Regions from separate parts of the Mus musculus genome. Here region 2 is linked to region 1. Evidence: chromatin contacts called from public Hi-C data. All regions are on one chromosome and are shown on one strand. The core of a region is the stretch at or near the end of the contact, and the rest is flanking DNA. Distances in the headings are between cores, read along the strand shown. Region 1 overlaps Mtap (methylthioadenosine phosphorylase). Region 2 overlaps Gm12610 (predicted gene 12610).

Region 1 (3,780 bases), core at 807-3,306:
AAAATGCACAAAGTGTGTCTTTAAAAGAGTGAAGGACACATATACACTGGTACTGCCAAGAGAAATGAGTTCAAGGTAGTTCAGACACAGCACAGCAGAAAAACCAATTGGTAGGTTCGTTCGTTCGTTCTCTCTCTCTCTCTCTTTAAGATTTATTTATTTTATGTATGCAAGTACACTGTAGCTGTACAGATGGTTTTGAGTCTTCATGTGGTTGCTGGGAATTGAAATTTTTGTTTTAGGACCTCTGCTTGCTCCAGTCCAAAGATTTATTTATTATTATTATTATTCATAAGTACTCTGTAGCTGTCTTCAGACACACCAGAAGAGGAATTCAGATCTCATTATAGATGGTTGTGAGTCACCATCTGGTTGCTGGGATTTGAACTCAGGACCTTTGGAAGAGCAGTCAATGCTCTTACCCACTGAGCCATCTGGCCAGCCCCTGGTAGGTTGTTTCTTAAGTAGACACCTTTGAATTAGCTTGAAAGTGTTAAGTCAACGCTTTCCCATGAAGAAATGTGAAGCTAAAAATGCATCAGACAGAAACACACTTCTTTTCCAAGAAACAAAACCATCACAACTTCTGAGGTAGGTTCCAAATGCGGCCTCTGTCTCTAGCAAGCCCTGGCATAAGTGCCTGCAAGGTGACATGGCTTTGCTCACAAGGATGGTTTCTGGGGAAGATTCTTCCATTCATTAGGATCATTTCAATCTCAGGAGTATTCCCAATTGTTTAACAACTGTAACAACAACAACAACAACACAGAAAAAAAGAACAAACGAACGAACGAACAAATGAACGAACCTAATGGATGTTTAAACCTCAGTGATGAGACTGTTCAATGAAGAGGCTTCGTTATTCCTCCTTATAGTCTGCTAATGAGATCTTGCTAACAGTACACTAGGCAACATAAGAACAAACATGATTCTTGGGAGTGTTTAAAGTACTTGTTGGTTACAGAAGACCTGAGTTTGGTTCCTAGCATCACATGGTAGCTCATAACCATCTACAACTCTAGTTCCAAGAGATTTAACACATTTTTCTGACCGCACAGATGCAGTGCACACACATACACACAGGCAAAGTTCATATCCATAAAATACAATAAATGATTCTTTTAAAAAAAATCTTCAAAAAAGAAAAAAAAAAACAATACAAAAATGACAATCACAGAAATCTTAACTCTGATGGGAGTTGCAGGAACAAATCTGACCTCGTTCCCTTAAGGGTTAGGATTTCAACACTGCATCAATGAAGCCTTTGCTCAAGACTCTGAAAGAGACAGTCCTAGAATCTCAGTCTGTCTGTGTGTAAAAAGGGACAGTAACATTTACTAATGCTGTTATTGGTTCCCAAGTGTTCCAACTTGTTCCAGGTTGATGTAAGTGGTTTTATCTGTTTACCGGGGAAACAATAGCCACACATAGATATACTATATGCAGGAAAAAGTACCACTGTGTGCTTTTATGCTTAGGATTGTAAACTGTAAATGGAAAAAAGTTGGCTAGAAAAGCTTTAGCATTTTAAATTCCACTAGTGGGTCAGATGACCTTTTTAAAAATGTCCACTTTGAACAGCAATAGTTATATTTAAGAAATTGCCAGTTCCTAAGAGTGGAATGTGACATTTTCTTTCACTCCTGAATTATTCACAGCTAACTTGTCTTCCTGTCTATTGCATCATAATCACTCACATTCACTTGGAAAAAGAGAAACAAGCAAAGTTTCGGGGCTTTCTAAATATGAACTTATGTGAGAAACCATTCCTAGAGCTGGGCGTGGTGGTGCACGCCTTTAATCCCAGCACTCAGGAGGCAGAGGCAGGTGGATTTCTGAGTTCAAGGCCAGCGGGCTACACAGAGAAACCCTGTCTCAAAAAAAACCAACCTCCCCAAAAAAACCTCAAAACAGAAACCATTCCTAGAAAAGTGGCAAGAGTTAACAAAGCACGTATCCACAAGTTGGAACAATTTACACCAAGTTATAGGAAGGGCTGAGTCAGTCTATGAGAATAGCTAATCAGAACATCATTTCTGCCAGTTTAACTTCTGCTTTCCAAAGCCCAGAGGACAGCCCCCTAGACATCACTTGTGGCCAGTTCATGTCTTATTTACAGGAAGCTATAGAAAGCAGCTAAAGGGGCTGTCAGGTGGAAAGGGGGAGAACTGTCCAGAATGCTTGCAGGGAGAGAAGGTAGGCTTGAGCATGCACACGGAACAAGATGTTGTGATGGAGACTCAGAGACAGAAGAGGGACAGGTGGCTCCAGCCAGGCTCACTGAGGGTGTGGCAGTGTTACAAACGAGTAAGTGCCAGAAGACAGTTACAAAATCTGAGCCATCTCACTGGGGCGGGAGAGCGGGAGCTGAGGGGACAGGCTCGAATCACCTGAGTTTGGGTCCACTTGCTAGTATGTAGCAGCATCTCTGTCCCTAGGTCTTCTCAAGCATCAATCAGAGGATGATCACGGAGTGCCTGCCATTAACTGACCATGGCACTCAGCTCCACAGCTCAGTTGTTACAACAGGAATGTGGTGAGACTGTGAAGAGCTCTAACGAAACTAGATTCCAGAGCAGACTCCAAGGACAAACTACTTCTTGGGGGTTGTTGACTTTGCTAGATACAAAAGGAAAACTCGGACACAAGTTATAGATGGAAGGGAGGGCAGAGGCATGCAGTGAGTGTATGCCCAGTAGTATCTGCTTCTTTATAACATTGAAGATGACTTTCTCAGCAGAGTGAGGACACACACAAGAAGCCAGAGAAACAGGATGGTCCTGTCCTGTCCACACTTGCCTCTCAGAGGGGTGGGACGGAGCAAAGGCCCCTGGGAAACTCTGCATCATGGGTCTCCGTGCCTTCCCTTCCTGTTTTAGACAGGGTGCTGTCATTATGTAATCTGGGTATCCAGAACTACCCTCAAACAATGGCCCTACTGTGCACTCCTCAGGGGTGAGGTCCCAGGTGCAAGTCATCTCGCTCAGGAGTCCGTTTCTAACCGTTAGACTCTAGTGGACACACTCAAGATGAAAGAAGACCTGTGTGGACACCAGAGCACACCCCTACAAGACCTCAGCCTTCAACGATGACATCACCGGGGAAGCCCAAGGTAGGGCTGTGTCTCTAGGAGGAGGAGGGTGAAATACATAGGCATCATCTATCATATCAGCCCATGTATTTAGTGCGGGACTTTCCTGATGAGTCAGAGCGAGAGCAAACCCAGGCCTCTCCTATTCTTCCTGCAAGAGGACAAGCTGGGAAAAAAAAAAAAAAAACAACCAACCAACCAAAAAGCTTGAGAAGGAACATATCAGAACCCAATACCCGCAGAACTCTTACATTAACAGGTAAGGATACTGAAGGGCAGGCATTGCTTGACCTGGTATTTTGAGTCACAGAAGTTACTCTGTCTCTATGAATTTTGTTTTAAGTTTAAAATAAAGACTCACACCCACAATTTCTACATATATCCTTCCTTCCTGTCCAATCAATGACTTCAGTGATGCAGCAGATATTGATGGCACAGGAAGAAAGGATACATGAAGACATTGCCGGAAGTCCCTGCCCCTGGGACCTCAGCCTCTCGAATGGGATGGCTGTATTACATTTCCTCTACCCAAACAACAGGATCTAAAATAGTATCTGTACTGGTGGGTTTTGTGTGTCAACTTGACCCAAGTTAGATTCATCAGTGCCTCAGTTGAGAAAATGCATCCATGAGGTCCAGCTGCAAAGCAATTTCTCAATTTTTCCCCTCACTAATCGTGGGGAAGGCCC
Region 2 (3,780 bases), core at 662-3,161, 340 kb before region 1:
CGCAGATACAGGAGGGTGCTTCTCACAGAGAGTACACGTTATTTTTTTCTCAAAGGCACTGCTGCATTACGCCTCAGTAAGGCACTGTGTTGTGCTCCGGCTTCATTTAAATGTAACGCACATCTGTCACCACACTGGAAATGTGAATCTAACAAAATTCCCCCGGGATAATAGATGACCAAGGGATCTCAAAGAGGGTTAAACCAAAGGCACACTGGACATGGTAGTATGCAACCTGTTTTATTTTTTTTTCTTGGCATATTCAAACAACACACCTCCCCATCTTCCAGGGTAGGCCCCACATCCTCCTATGCCACCCTGTACCTCCCATGCACTAGGAACAATGATGGCCACGTAGAGTATTTTCTTCCAGACGTAGGTAAAGAAACAAATGAAGAAATAATTACATGAGGAAAGAAAGGAAATGACAAATGAAGAGAGGAGATGCACTGTTTGGCCAATCGGTATTTATTCTATGACTACAACTTTTATGGTTATTTTGTGTATAGTCACATCTTGCAACTAACAATAAGCCTATGAAGTTTGACTCTGTACAATGACAATGCCTTGGCTAAATTTAGCCCCAGTAGTCAGATGAATTTAAAAAAACTTCCACACATATTGAAATATTTCTGAGTTGTTGAAGATTAAAAAAAAATCAGATTTTCAACTAAGGAACCTTGATAATGGGAAAATAGTCTTCCCCAGGGAAGGGCACACTAATTATCCAATAACCAATTATTGCTTATGTAACACGAAGTGGTCAGCCCTGAACGCATACGTACAAGTAATATTAATCAGGTTGAGCAGTTGTACATATATATTTAGGAATATATATGTGTGTGTGTGTGTGTGTGTGTGTGTGTGTGTGTGTGTGTACACACACCAATCATGAATAAAAAAGACATCATGAATCTGAGAAAGAGCAAGCAAGGGTTTATGGGAAGCTTTGAAGGAAGGAAAGGGAAGGGGGAAATGATGTAATTAATTATATTATAATCTCAAAAAATATAAGAACTAATTTTGCAGCATTAGGTTTGTAGGAGTTGCAAACAACTCATAATGAAAGATGAGAGATACTTTTGAAATGTTAAGAGAGAATTCTTGGGAAGTTAACACACATAAATAAGTGCGTAAATGAGCAAGAGAAAAAGCCAAAGCAGGTGGGCAGGTATAAACTGCTGGGGCTGGAACAGAAAAGAGACGAGAGAAGTTCCGGGGGGAAATGTGTCTATATGATGAAGTACCTCAGTTAGTCCTAGGAGGGCTCAGAATGAGGGGCCTGACCTGAGATGGCCTGCTCTTGAGAGAAAGCACTGATAATGTGTAGTAATCAATTGGCACATGCGCAGGAAGACAGGAAAAGAATGAAGAAAAAGAAAAACCTTGAGGGGCCAGCAAGGCCAGCTGGGGAAAACCAGCAAAAATACGGGCAGCAGAGTAGAAAGACAAATGTGTGGAGCCAGCGCTTTATGCCTCTAAGGCCATTTGCACTTAGCAGTCCTAACAAACCAAACGTGTTAATCATTTCCTTATGCTTCCCTGTGGATTTTACCACCTCCTTGCTTGCTGTCTGCTCACTGCAGGTGCTTACAAAACACTTGCCGATTGAAAGGGGGAGGGGGATGAGAGAAACTGATGGAGATTTTTTGTGCAGCTTAGGTGAACCCCTGTGCAGGCTTCTTTAAGGGACCCAGTAGACCTGTGTATTGTGTTGAGCTCATTTTGTAGTAGCCCAAGCAAAGAAATTCAGTAAGATTGGCTTCCCAGCCTGGACAAAGCTGACTGCTTAGCTTTCTCTGCAAGTGTAGTTGTTTGACTTATAAACAGATTGCCCTCTGCTTTGCTTCATGGTCTGCTGCACGGCAGAAGAAATGTCTGAGATTGCATTTCTGTTGTGACTCATCTCAACAAGGAACACTGCAAGACAGACACCAGACACCTCGCAATCCCCAGAAAAATGAGCAAGGAGCCCATCAGGCCATGGTACAGAGTAGAAATGCAGGAACTTCATAATGAGGCTGGTTTTTTTTTAAAAAAAAATTAATAAAATGAAAAAGAAGAAGGAGGGAAGAGAGGAGAGGAGGAGGATGAAGAAGGAGGAGAGGAGAAGAAGAGAAACACACCTAGCAGTGTAGAAGAGGGGGTAGTAAATGACAGGACAGTGTGGGTCCATTTCAGAGAACTTTTCTCTTAAAAGACTGTTTATAATGGCAATGTATATAAATTCTTTTTATTTTTTCTTTTTATTTTTCCTGGAGCAAGTTAAAAAGGTACCACTCTCTCCAAAGAGGGGTATTCCTAATTCGTCAACGTGATGGCATGTCGCATAACCTCAAAATACACCATTACTCATTTATGTGGTAGCATAAAAATTCACTCATTTATTGATCAAACCAAAAGGCTGCTTACTTTCTCCTCTCTTCATCTCTGATGAGCTATGTCATAGGATGTCTGCAAGCATCAAACAGGATTAGGCAAGATTAATTTGATCAGAATCAGGACAATATTCTAGCTACCCAAAGAAACCCTCTCAGGAGAAGGTCATCCAACAGGAAACAAAAACGGAAGCTTTGTAGAGTGATTTTCTTTTGAAAAATGAATGTGTATCTGAGAAAGTCAGGGAAATTCTGAGAGATCAGAAGTGACGAGAAATCACATAACCACAGAGCCATCCAAGGACCAGAATCAGCATTTGCCTTGTGGGTCTTTGTGATTCAGGAGGACCTAGGACTCCATGCCAATAAGTTGAAAAACAGCCCCGAAGCTGGGATTCCCAAAAGACAATGGTGTCAAAGGCACACTGAGCAACTCTCCCATGTCACCCTTGTAGCCAGTGTGTGAGAAAAGAAAATCTGCATCAGACACCTACAGGCAAAATCCTTCAACCAGAGAAATCAAAGGGCCTCGAACCACCATCTCTGTGAGGATCCAGTAATGAAAGTAAAGCTGAAATCCTAGTCTGAAAGATTACCAGGTTTTTGGTGCCATCATGCCCCTGACAGCAGTAAGTGACCAGCTCAAAGCAAAGGTCCTTACGTGGGCTCCATAGCCCCTTCCATTCACAGGATCTATAAAATGGAGTAGGGAAATGCTATGTATTTGTTTTTATAACTGGTGTCTCATAACTTAGTATTTCTGACTATTATGAGAAGAAAAAGCAGAAATTGTGGTCATTAGAATAATAACGAGCATTTTCTCTAATATGTCAGATATTTTCATATTATGACAACTGTTCTAATTACCACTAAACATCATTTGTGCTTATTAGGATTCTATTACTCATTTTAATCAGCTTAGGGCCTCTTGTTATTTTATGCATTTATTTTTTAAAAAATGTACATGGTCATCAGTCTTCATATCAGAGGCCTGCTTAGGAAATAGAGGCAGGAACTGCAAGTCTGAGACTAGCCTAGACTACAGAGTAAATTCAAGGCCAACCTGGGCAACTTAGTGAGACACTATCCTACAAAACAAAAAACAAAAAACAAAAAAAAAAACCTAAAAACAGGCTTGAAGATTTAGCTCAGTGATGGAATGCATAGTCACTGTGAGGCTCTAGGGTCAATGCCCAGTACTATAAAATATGTATATGTTAGTACACCAGAATGGGCTTTTACACATGTGTGTGTTTGTAGCTATATTTCAGAATGATTAGCATCTATTATTTATTATTTATTGTTATGTATTATTTGAAGCATTCATAACAAAGCCACCTGTGTTAAAAACAATATTAGAAAAGCAAACTCAGAAATATATACCTGACGAAAACATCATCCT

Evidence for each region. A called contact is a pair of places that touch in the nucleus more often than the background predicts.
Region 2: a contact with region 1 is called in a Hi-C map of bone marrow-derived macrophages, with 18 read pairs. The contact joins two enhancer-like sites. A contact is called at or near these places in 4 of 484 Hi-C or Micro-C datasets (the C2C12 cell line, bone marrow-derived macrophages, nephron progenitors and 1 more), 2 of 115 datasets of contacts at active chromatin or transcription factors (acute myeloid leukemia and stem cell-derived neural progenitor cells) and 2 of 9 other capture datasets (adipose tissue and liver).

Annotation. Positions count from the first base shown.
Region 1 is chr4:89,163,172-89,166,951 of GRCm38.p6, reverse strand. The region is part of intron 4 of Mtap (methylthioadenosine phosphorylase); the gene reads right to left. Among named protein-coding and RNA genes, the nearest start is that of Gm26490, 18 kb to the left of the region's middle. Within about 2 kb of position 2,056, at least 56 of the 459 cell types and tissues checked have an H3K27ac peak or open chromatin away from gene starts, as enhancers often do. A contact at or near this core is called in bone marrow-derived macrophages, where this site is marked.
Region 2 is chr4:89,506,377-89,510,156 of GRCm38.p6, reverse strand. The region is part of intron 7 of Gm12610 (predicted gene 12610); the gene reads right to left. Among named protein-coding and RNA genes, the nearest start is that of Dmrta1, 180 kb to the left of the region's middle. Within about 2 kb of position 1,911, at least 40 of the 459 cell types and tissues checked have an H3K27ac peak or open chromatin away from gene starts, as enhancers often do. A contact at or near this core is called in bone marrow-derived macrophages, where this site is marked.